3 separate regions of the Mus musculus genome follow, and regions 2 and 3 are each linked to region 1. Evidence: chromatin contacts called from public HiChIP or PLAC-seq data. All regions are on one chromosome and are shown on one strand. The core of a region is the stretch at or near the end of the contact, and the rest is flanking DNA. Distances in the headings are between cores, read along the strand shown.

The links. HiChIP or PLAC-seq counts read pairs in DNA pulled down with a chosen protein or histone mark.
Region 2: a contact with region 1 is called in an H3K27ac HiChIP or PLAC-seq map of heart atrium, with 2.6 times the contacts expected there. The contact joins two enhancer-like sites. A contact is called at or near these places in 4 of 484 Hi-C or Micro-C datasets (adipose-derived mesenchymal stem cells, cardiomyocytes and embryonic fibroblasts) and 2 of 115 datasets of contacts at active chromatin or transcription factors (embryonic fibroblasts and heart atrium).
Region 3: a contact with region 1 is called in an H3K27ac HiChIP or PLAC-seq map of heart atrium, with 8 times the contacts expected there. The contact joins two enhancer-like sites. A contact is called at or near these places in 2 of 484 Hi-C or Micro-C datasets (cerebral cortex and nephron progenitors) and 2 of 115 datasets of contacts at active chromatin or transcription factors (embryonic fibroblasts and heart atrium).

Annotation. Positions count from the first base shown.
Region 1 is chr17:67,174,150-67,177,899 of GRCm38.p6, forward strand. The region is part of intron 2 of Ptprm (protein tyrosine phosphatase, receptor type, M); the gene reads right to left. Among named protein-coding and RNA genes, the nearest start is that of Gm52313, 110 kb to the right of the region's middle. Within about 2 kb of position 1,847, at least 17 of the 459 cell types and tissues checked have an H3K27ac peak or open chromatin away from gene starts, as enhancers often do. A contact at or near this core is called in heart atrium, where this site is marked.
Region 2 is chr17:67,312,911-67,316,611 of GRCm38.p6, forward strand. All of the region lies in intron 1 of Ptprm (protein tyrosine phosphatase, receptor type, M), which reads right to left. Among named protein-coding and RNA genes, the nearest start is that of Gm52313, 24 kb to the left of the region's middle. Within about 2 kb of position 1,766, at least 32 of the 459 cell types and tissues checked have an H3K27ac peak or open chromatin away from gene starts, as enhancers often do. A contact at or near this core is called in heart atrium, where this site is marked.
Region 3 is chr17:66,971,819-66,975,278 of GRCm38.p6, forward strand. All of the region lies in intron 7 of Ptprm (protein tyrosine phosphatase, receptor type, M), which reads right to left. Among named protein-coding and RNA genes, the nearest start is that of Mir5709, 53 kb to the right of the region's middle. Within about 2 kb of position 1,328, at least 8 of the 459 cell types and tissues checked have an H3K27ac peak or open chromatin away from gene starts, as enhancers often do. A contact at or near this core is called in heart atrium, where this site is marked.

The DNA.
Region 1 (3,750 bases), core at 597-3,096:
TTTCTTTAAAGAATAAAAAGGATCATCGTTGTATGTAATTTTAAATGATTTTCTCCTCTAATAGTATATACTGGGACTAGTGGATAAGTCCTCTCAGGACAAGTATGGCAGAAGCTGATAGTACGTATTTTCTACAGGCGTCTTCACTCAGCCACACACTCGAAGTCCTCCTCCCTCAATACAGGAACAACCCAGAGAAATCTGGTCACATGGTCCTCTTGGGTTCTTTTCATGTCCCATGTAAATATCCCCCTTGAGGGCAATCTCAGGAAATGTGTTGAAGATGCCAGGGTTGCCGCAGCTTAGATGTATGTGTGCAGACCTCAACCAGGTTCACCCTCCCATCTGGAACCACCCTGGACCATAGAAGAGATGGAAACTAGGGATTCAAAGTGGTAAAGCCTTACACTATGAGATCTGCTTATCACAGCACCTGGGTTAACACAGAGACCCCTGCCTCTCCAAATTTAACAAAATCGAAAGAGTTCTGTATTCATTAGAAAACCTCAAGTGTTAAGCTAGGGATCTAGATGACAAGGCCTACTCAGCTCAGACATGTTGCACTCTCAGAAGTCATCCAACAAGTCAATAGCCATTTGTAGGTAGCTACTTTATGTGTTCCTATGAAGGAGCATACAAAGAAAATGACAGTGTCCTATAAGAATGAAAGAAATCATGGCTTAGCTAGGAGTATGACACTTCTGCAAATTGAGAAGTATTACAGACAAAGCCTTCTACTATAATGCACACACAAGACAAACTCAAGTTCCCTTAAAAGGCAAATCCCTTGGTCACAGTTCATTTTCTTGTTTATTCGTTTTTAAGCTACAATACAGAATAGGTTTTATTGTGACATATTTACACATATCTACCACAGTGCCTTATTCCTATCTACCACCTACACACATACATCACCCCCATCACAGCCTGTTCTTTGGTTTCCATGTTTATGTCTTATCTGTTTTGGTGCACGAATATACACGTGTGCTTAACCAACTTTCTTCTCCAGTTCTCAAGCTTACAACCATTCCCTGCAAATTAGCTTCTGATTCTTTTCTTTTCTTTCCTTTCCTTTTCTTTTCTTTTCCTTTCAGTTTTCTGGATGCAAGTTCCTTAGTACAGAAAAGCACTGGGCTTAAGAATTGAAAATCAATCATCTTTCCAGGGAGATTGGTACAAATAACAAGAATAGCCACAAATGCAGCAAATACCAAGGCTCTAACAGGCTTTGTAACAGTTCTTAATTTTGAAAGGTATTATTGAGCTTGTCAAATAAAAAAAAAATTCTAAGAATCTCTTCTTTAATATACTTGAACTAAATATAAAGCAGTCAAGAGAGATAGAGAAAAAAAAAACCCACATTTACCTAAATTATAAGATCCTACGTAGCTAGGAACACTTTTTAGAAATCCCTTTCCCTTTGTGTTATTGGGGACACAGAGGAAAATAAGACTAGACTCTCTACTTATGATGACTTCAGAAGTCTGTGGTCAGATCTGACCACTGGGATTGACTCTGAACCACACAGAGGTTAGGATTGGCCTGGTACTGGCTCCCCACCATAGGCAGTGCTCTAGGAAATCTCTGCCCCCTGCTCTGCTGGGGATGAGTCCTTAAAGAAAACATTGGTCTTATCCACTACAGATTACTAACGATAGATGACTATATGCAGTGCAAAGATAAATAAGAATTCTCCACAGGCCCAAACAGGCCAGAGGCCTAGGGAATATTCATTGTCACACTTTAAGTATCTGCATCTGAAGCAGAAGTCAAGCCAGACACCTGGGGCCTGGAGCCCTGGTCCCAGTAAAAGGCTGAAGGATTACAAGTCTCCACCTGCTGGGGAATTTGAGGAATTACCAAGAGCAGAAGGTGTGGCTTGGCTGAAAGCTTATCCGAAGGAACTGAGTAAGAAAGCACTACCTTTTCTGGGAGATTCCAATGTGCTTATTTCTGTCTAGCACAGCTACAGCTTTTAGTCATCAAAGGTTGAAATGCAACAGTGTGGTGTTTCTGGTTGTTGGTTGGTTGCTTGCCAAAGTCAACAGTGTATGAACCAAACGGGGCCATTTCATGGAGATCTTCTGTCTCTCTGTGAAGGTAATGAATTCATTCTGAAGTTGTGCTTGAGAAAAAAGCTCTTCATCTTGGAGGACACAAAATCAGTGCCTGATCATGATAGGCATACCACAAGAGTATAACTTAAAAAAAAAAAAAAAAAAAAAAAAAAAAAAAACCCAGTGGGTCCCAAAATAAAGTGAAAATGGACAGGAAACCAAACTGTGGGCTGGAGGGAGGTGAATGGATGTTGTGGGAAGATCTGAGGTGGGGGATGGGTCAGCACTCATTGTGTACACATGTGAAACTGTTAAGGGAAAATATTTAAGGAAAGAGAGAACCAATGAGCTAAGAGATCATCTATTTCTTCCCCTCCAAGCTTATAGCATACAAGCTAAAGAAAACTATTCAAATCACTGCCTTAACTATATTACCATAAAAGTCAGGGTTCATACCTTTGACATATCAGCAAATCCAAGTAGAACACAGAACTTTCCTCTAGAAATAAATCTGTCCCCTCCCATGAGTGACCTATGGATGGGGGTGAGGAAAAACCCACCCGTGAGGTGAACTGTTATTGATTTTTATATAATTTCCATCAAGCACCATTTCCAAGTCTCTCTGAAACGTGTTTAGTCATCTTTATACCATCTTGTCACTATACATTTCATAATAGAAGAAGTCGAACTGATTTTATCATGACACTATATATGACAGCTAGCAGTTAAAAACCTCAGAAGTGGTACTACTGAATGAATTTAGATGGCCCTGCTCATATATATGTTTGAATAATTCACTTTACTCTGCCTTCTATTCCTTAGAAATCCTATACTCAATTTCAAATGTATGAATATTAATCCTATTTTCCAATTGTTCTGGAGCATGAGATTTCATAAACTCACCCTTCACAGAATTAATAACATCCACACACGGTTATGTTGCCTGCTAAGATGCCATTCGGCGTGTATTATTTTATTTGAAGCTCTAGTGAAATGTATTTGTTAGTATAAAGAACTCAGTAACCGAATGAACTATTTATATTATCTTTATTCAAAGAGAGAGTGAATTATCATCCCCAGGGGTATCCTTTATTCAGTTTCTAGAAGTTCTTCCCCTCTTTTCCTTGCTGGCTTCTCTGCAAACTATAAATTGAGGTAGTCATCTCTTAAGAAAGCCTTTCACAGGACTTCTCCGAGCATCTTCCTGGACCCCCAAAGTCCCTGAGATCCTTCCAGGGAACCTCAAATAAAACTATTTCCATGATAACAGAACACTTGACAGTCCTGTCCCCACGTTCCTCTCACCCATTCACAGGTACAGTGTTGCTCTGCTGCCCAAGGGAACGGACGGATGCTCATTCTCCTTGTGTTCCCCACCCCCACTCCCTGCCCAGTTTTCTTACATAATCCGAAAGTTAGCAGTAGGCATTACCCACATTGACACTTTAAATCTTTAAAAAAAAATCTCAGATATGAAAGGCATCCTACCACTGAAGAGTCTGAGATTTGTTTCCTAAATCCTCAGAGGTGCAATACATAGTTTATTTTCTTCCTAGGTACCCTACAGTTAGCCCAGTGTGACATCTGGAGGACAGTTTTCTGGTGTCACCACAGAGACCACAGACCAGGCATTTTATAAAGAAATGCTCATCCCCCATGGCAGTGAAGGCAGATGAATTTAATCTTGTTCCAC
Region 2 (3,701 bases), core at 516-3,015, 140 kb after region 1:
GTGAATTCAATTCCCAGCAACCTCGTGGTGGCTCACAACCATCTGCAATGGGATCCGATACCCTCTTCTGGTGTGTCTGAGACAGCGACGGTGTATTTGTATGCATAAAATAAATAAGTAAATCTAAAACAAACAAACAACAATTAAAAAAAAAAAAACCTGGTTGCTCTTCCAGAGGACTCAGATTCAATTTCCAGCACTCGCAATCATCTGTAATTCTAGTTCTAGAAGATGTGACACTCTCTTCTGGACTCCGTGGGTACCAAACACACCTGGCGGTGCACAGACGCACAGGCAAAGCATCCAGACACGTAAGGTAATTTAAAAAGAACTAAAATTAATCTGGGTTACACAAGAATTTCTCCTCAATGTTCCAAATGGAACTGGTGTTAAAACTGAGAGAGAGAGAAAAGCCAAACCCTCCCTCAATGGCGCTAGGACCACCTCAGAATGACGAACCCTGAAGATCATTGTGTCTGGTCTCAGACAGGTCTGACCATCAGAGTGACCATACCATGCCACCCAACAGTAAGTCCGAAGACAGTATTCTACCCCTGTGTGTCTGCTTCATTCCTTACACTTCCAAGGAAGATCCATGGTGCCAGATGAGCAGGACCCCTCCCTCCCTCTGTTCTTCAGGCACCCAACCTCTCCTCTAGTCCTTTGCACGGAATGAAGGCCAGGTCAGCTGCCCAGCTCACACGATGGTAAGGTCAAAACGTTAGATCCTTTGGCTCACTTCTCCTCCATGCACACTTCCTTTCATAATCATAAGCTTGGCATCACCAATGCTTTTTTAAAAATTATTTATTTATTTTATGTATACGAGTACACGTTAGCTTTCTTCAGACACACCAGAAGAGGACACCAAATCCCATTACAGATGACTGTGAACCACCATGTGGTTGCTCGGAATTGAACTCAGGACCTGTGGAAGAGCAGTCAGTGCTCTTAACCGCTGAGTCACCTCTCCAGCTACCATCACCAATGCTCAATAGCCCAGAAGCAACCCACACTTGCACATCTGTCCATTCAGCCCCCTGAGAGACGCCTGCAGGTTCAGCAGAAACAAAACGGCACCTTTAGGAGCTTTCGTGAGGGTTGTGTGTCCCCACCTTCGAGACATGATTTCCCCCAGCACAGAACCTCTGCATATCTTCCTCACAAATCTCGTGTTTCTTTAGAAGAGCAGCAGCCACATCCAAACCCATCATGATCCCCTAGATGTACCTCCTGCATTTGGCATGAGGTCTCCTTGTGAGCCTCTCTGATCCTCAGCCTGTCTCCAGGGCTGTCCAATTTATATTGAAGCCCTGCTAGGCATGCAAAGAGCTGGAACAATTCATTGACAACCTGAATCCTTTCTTTCTTTCTTTCTTTCATTTTATTCTTTTTCTTTTCACCCAAAAAGAGAGGGGCAATTTTGGTAAATCCCAAATAAAAGAATAAATGGATCAGGCTCAACGCCAGTAACTGGAGAGATCGATACACCAACTGGAAACCACTTTGTGTATAAGAAGGGGGGAAATAGTATATCTGACCCAGTGTAATGATTTCATAAATTGTTGTGTTGTTATCAAAGTCTCTAAGGTGGCAGAACAACCCTCTGTAAAGAGTGAGGTTTGGATGAAGCAAACCCCTGGTTTACTTACAGCCAGTGTGTCAGCTCTAAACCCACTGAAATTGTGTCCTGGCCAGAGCAAGTGTTTACTGTACAAGCTGGGTGCCACAGGGCCACAGGGATCAATGCTCCATTGTGAAGTGCAGGCTTAGCTGACTCCACAGGCTACTGTGTGTACCGCAGCAAGACCCCAGAGAGGATAGAAACCACCATTGAGCAGAGGAGCAAGAGTTTCACTTGTTTTGAAAGCCAGTGCTACCAACCAGCAGTTCCAGAAGTGAAGTTGGAAGAACACAGAGGCAGCAGATCTTAGACAAACACACAAATCCTGGCAGCAAATCAGAGAGGGGAGGGAGGTCGGGGGAGGGCATCCTTGTGAAGATCTAGCCTTGTCTAGATCTTGCTGGTACCCAGATGAGGGGGAACGAAGCCAGCCAGCCAGACCAAGGCCAGGCAGAGGTGCAGGCTGGTGCTGGGATCCACTTAGCACCCAAACAAAACACTACAGAAGAACTCTAAAACTGGAGTGGGAAGAAGGCATTCTCCTGGTGTTCCAAGCCACTCAGTAAATTTCACAACCGGTGAAAACTCCAAGTACTTCCTTGATTTAAAGTTAAAAATTATTACAGAGTTAAATGAGAGCATGAAGGAAAGGGATTCAAATGAAGTAATTCTTAGAATTGTAACAAAGCCTTCCCTTTCCCTCCTAACGCTTTTAATGTCAGGAACTGAAAAGTAAACTCCGTGAGGCACTAAGAAGCATCTTGTGTTCATATGTGTGTATGTATGTACATGTTTTTCTCTGTGTGTATTCATGTGTGTGAGTGTGCATGTGTGTGAGTATGTGTGTGGGTGTACATGTGTGTGTTTGTGTGGGAGAGTGTGGGCATGTATGTGTGTGAGTGCATGTGAATGTGTATGTCTGTGCATGTATGTGGGAGAGAGTGCATGCATGTGTATGTGTGTGTACATGTGAGTGTGTGTATATTCATGTGCTTGGGCATGTATGTGTATGTACCTGTGTGTATGTAGGCATTGTGTGCATATGTGAGTGTGTGTATGAGTGTGCATGTGTGTGCATGTGAGTGCATGTAGATATGAGTGTGTGAGTGTAGTCCCTGTGTGCAAAGGTGAGTGTTTGTATGTGCGTGCACATGTGCATACCTACATGTGGCCTTAGTGAATGTTGGGTTGCCCCATCCTTATTTTAAAGAGAGGTTCTCTCACTAGCCCTGGAGTTCACCAACTTTGCTACACTGGCTGGCTGGGATTAGAGGAGTGTGCTTCCAGGAATGGCATTTGTTTGTGGCTATTGGGGGATTACATGTAGGTCCCCATGTATGTGCCCCAAACATGGCACATATTTTATCAACTCAGTCATCTCTCCAACCCCTGAAAAACACTTTTTATTCCAGCATGTTAATTTTAAGGTTTATGATCATAGCGTGAGAAGAAATAGACTTGTGAGATTATAGCATTTTATGTTTATATTATTTATTATGTTTTATTTATACATGGCTTTTCCGAAAAATTTCCAAATAACTCCAACATCAATGTTAAACACTGTTGAAGCCAACCACGTCTTTTTTTTAAAGCCTTTCTCTGGCCTTTTGATGTTTTCTTCTCTTTTTCTTCCTTTCTCTCTGCCACAGTGAGCCAAAGGTGACTGAAGAGGACTAAGCTGACCAAGATTTTATCACCAAGGTACTGACCCAAGGCTCTCTTTTGCAGTCCTGTCTAAGAACATGGACTGGAATGGAGACTCCAAGAACTCCACAGGAAAGCTTGGCAGAACAAATGTCTCCTCATCTCATAGCCATTACAACGGTCTCAGTGCACCCCTCTCCTGGGGCAACTTCAGCTCTGTGGGGTATGTGTGTGTGTGTGTGTGTGTGTGTGTGTACCCACATGCGGTACAGTTCTTGACAGAGTAGGAACCTAAATATCTCTGCTGTAGTCATGCTATTCCCTTTATATGATAGATTTCTGGGGAGAAACCAGATTATCAAAGTGCCACAAGTGTGTTTTATGAATGGGATGATGTAATGAAGAATGGTCGTGGAAATCATTACCTCCCAGA
Region 3 (3,460 bases), core at 78-2,577, 200 kb before region 1:
ATCCTTTCTTTATAAAACCTTGCCAGACTCTTATCCCCTTGAGCCAAATACCAATGAAGCTGCCACATATAAGGGCTAGTGCACGGCTATTCCTCACTGGAGTACTGTGCCCCATCAGTGTGCGGTTTGTTTGTTAATTCTGTTAGTAGCTGAGGTCTGTGAGGTATGTCATGCGGTGTAACATTTACTCAGTGACTGCTGTTAACTCCAGTCATCCTTTGTATGGTGGCAAAAAGTTCAAATTTTCATGAGTATACACAGATAGCAATTATACTGGGCTGCTGATACCTTTAAAAAGAACAGCAGTCTATCTTCTCAAGAAATGTGGCTCTTTCCATCCTTTGTGCTCCATTCTCAGTAAAGAGGTAGACTACCCACATGCAAGTCATGGTACAGTTGGAACAAATCTACAGACATTTCTTTTAGACTCGGTGGCCAAGGCTCATGGGGAGGTGGGGTTTGGGAGTGTGTATGCCAGGGCAAATATGAGAAGGGGGTGCCACCTAGCATTGACCTTGTTGTCTTGGAGCAGGGGTTGTACAAAGCACTGATTGATATTGTCAGACCTATCCTTTTAATGGCCTCATTGATCAGAACTTCTCACCAACACACTGTGAATGCTGGGAGATGTCTTCTTCTAAGCTGTGGGAAGCAGAGAGATTAAATGGTGTCCTTAGTCAAGGATAACAAATTCAAGAAAACAAACCACATTTAGGTGGGCAAATAAGGCCAACAGTCACAAAGAAGACCTGGTGGTGGTGGTGGGTGATCAGTAACCTACTTTATTGCCAATAGGTTCCCTCTTATGTTCGGAATACTTAATAAAAAAAAATACAACTGTGCTGATGTAGACAGACACAGGAGAGAAAATAAACGCAAGACAGAGGAGACTCAGGGTGAGCGCTATTCTGCCACCTCTGTCCCAATAAAAGGTGATTGAAGAATGTAACATTTGGATCTGTAGAAGCTTTCTATTACGGTCATCTCTGTTTTTACAGATTCATATTCTTTTCAATGTCATTTTTGGCTGGAATTCGCACGCTATGAAAGCTACCCATCTTAAAGTGCAGAATTCAGCAGCATGGGGCACTTTCACCAAGTCAAGCGGCCATCATCAAATCCTAGGTTCTATGTAGTTTCAGCCCCTTAGAGAAGGGCTGCATATCTCACAGGTCTCTTCCCATTTTTTTTTACACCACCTTTGCCCCCACCACCCAAGCCTTGACAACCACTAATTTATTTCCCTTTTGTATAGACTTGACTGAGCTGAACAGTTCCTAAAACTGGAATCACACAGTAAGTGGGCTGCTGTGGCTGCCTTCCGTATTTTTAGCATGTTTCTAGCACTCATCTGCTAGAGCCAAACTGAGCCTCCACCGTCTCTTACTTACTGCCAGATAATATTGTGCTTGACAGATACACTCCACGGCTTTGTTTCATCCATTCATCAGTGGATGGGGACTCAGAGTTCTTTCCATTTTGGGCTTTTGTAAATAGCACTGCTATGAACATTCATGTACAAGATTTGTGTAGACACATTTTTATAAGTTGTGGGAGTATTCTTAGGACTGTAACTTGGAGCATAATTACTATATATTTAACCATTTGGTTTTCCAAGCTGATGATACTCTTTTATATTCCCATCAAAAAATATATAAGGGATCAAATTTCTCTGATCCTTGTCACATCTGTTATTTTCTGTTTCTTACTTTATCTCTTTCTTTTTTTTTAAATAAAAAATAGCAATCCTATTTTTCTAATAAACATGATGCTAAGATTCTATTGATATGCTTAATAGGCCCCTTGTGTATCGTCTATAGAAAAATGTTTGCTCAAATCCTTTGTCCCTTTTCACTCGATTTTCTTTGCCTTATTGATTAAAAGGTTCTTTGTAGATGTTGGATATCAGTTATTTGCCAAATATATAATCTGAAAAATACTTCTACTATGCTTTGGCTTGGATTGCAACACTTTAAATTTGATTACATTCGATTTGTCTGAAATTTTGTTCCTTCTGGTTCTGGTGTCTTATCTGAAGACACAATCTAAGATCACAAAGGCTTATGTCTATACTTTCTTCTGCTAATTGTATGCTTACAGGTCTTGCCTTAGCTCCTGCCTCCATCCTTTGCTTGGGTTTGCATGTGCTGTGGGGTTCAACTTCGTTCTATCATTTTTTTTTTATTTTTGATGAGATCATTCTTTCCCATTCAAAGATTTTGACATCCTAGATGAACATCAATTGGTCAAAATGTAATAGAAGTTTATGTCTAAAGTTTTAACTCTCTTGCATGGATTTGTGTGTCTACACAATGCCAGTATCCCAGAATAGTGATTACTGCATTTATACAGTGACTCCATTCTTGAGTTAAATACTCACACTCTTGATTGACTGGGAAAGCTGATCAATCTCTACTTCTACTTCAGGTAGGCCAACATGCGTGAAGCATACAAAAAAGCATTTGTATCTTTCCTGCATTTGTATCTTTCCTGCATTTGTATCTTTCCTGCATTTGTATCTTTCCTGCATTTGTATCTTTCATGCATTTGTATCTTTCATGCATTTGTATCTTTTATGCATTTGTATCTTTCCTGCAGTACCAGAGGTTAATAAATCACTTTCCATTCATCTCTCAGAAAACATCAGCTGAGAACCACTGTTTTTCTATTGGAAAGGGAGATGAGGAAGACACCCTCATTTACCACACACTACTGGGCCCTAGACTGGTGTCTGTCTTGACCTGTAAAGACTAGAGCAAGTGCTGACTCGGTTCCTAATGGCTTGCGGCCATCTTTCCTACATGATCCCAACCTCCTTTAGTGCCCTATTTGGAAAAACTGAAGGCCATCCAGTGTTTGCTGATGGTCATATCAAGTACCATGGCTTTGCTATCTCCCAGTCTGAAAAAGGGGGAGGGTCCGTTGATGAGAGCATTAGTAAAGGACAAACTTCCCATGGACCAGCCTGGCCTCTTAACTTTTGTCAGCCTCCACTTCTCTGACCCTCCTGGATCCTTGCTTTCTCTCTTAACACCTCCATTCTTTTTTTAAATGCCCAGTGACCTCTATAGAAAATTCCCCATTGCAGTTATTGCTGGTTAGAATGTATCTCTATCACATTTATGTTTGGCTCAGTTTATCTCAGTAGACACCTAGGGATGGGAGGCAAGGTTGGGTGGGAGACCTGACTTTGTGTAGATGCCTAAGTATAGGAGAAACATTCCTCTCAACACGTGTAAAGAGAAAAAGAACACTCAAAACATTGCCCTTAAATAGCATAACTTAAAACACCCCACAATTTATAGTGCATACCAACTTTTCTCTAATGCCAACTCAGCAAAGGGAGAAAGAATTCTCAAGCTCCTACACGCATGATCAAATAAGAGAAATGGAGAGAGACTAGCTCAGTTTGAAGACTACATCAGTGAAGACAAAGGCAGTGGTTGCCTGGCACATCTGT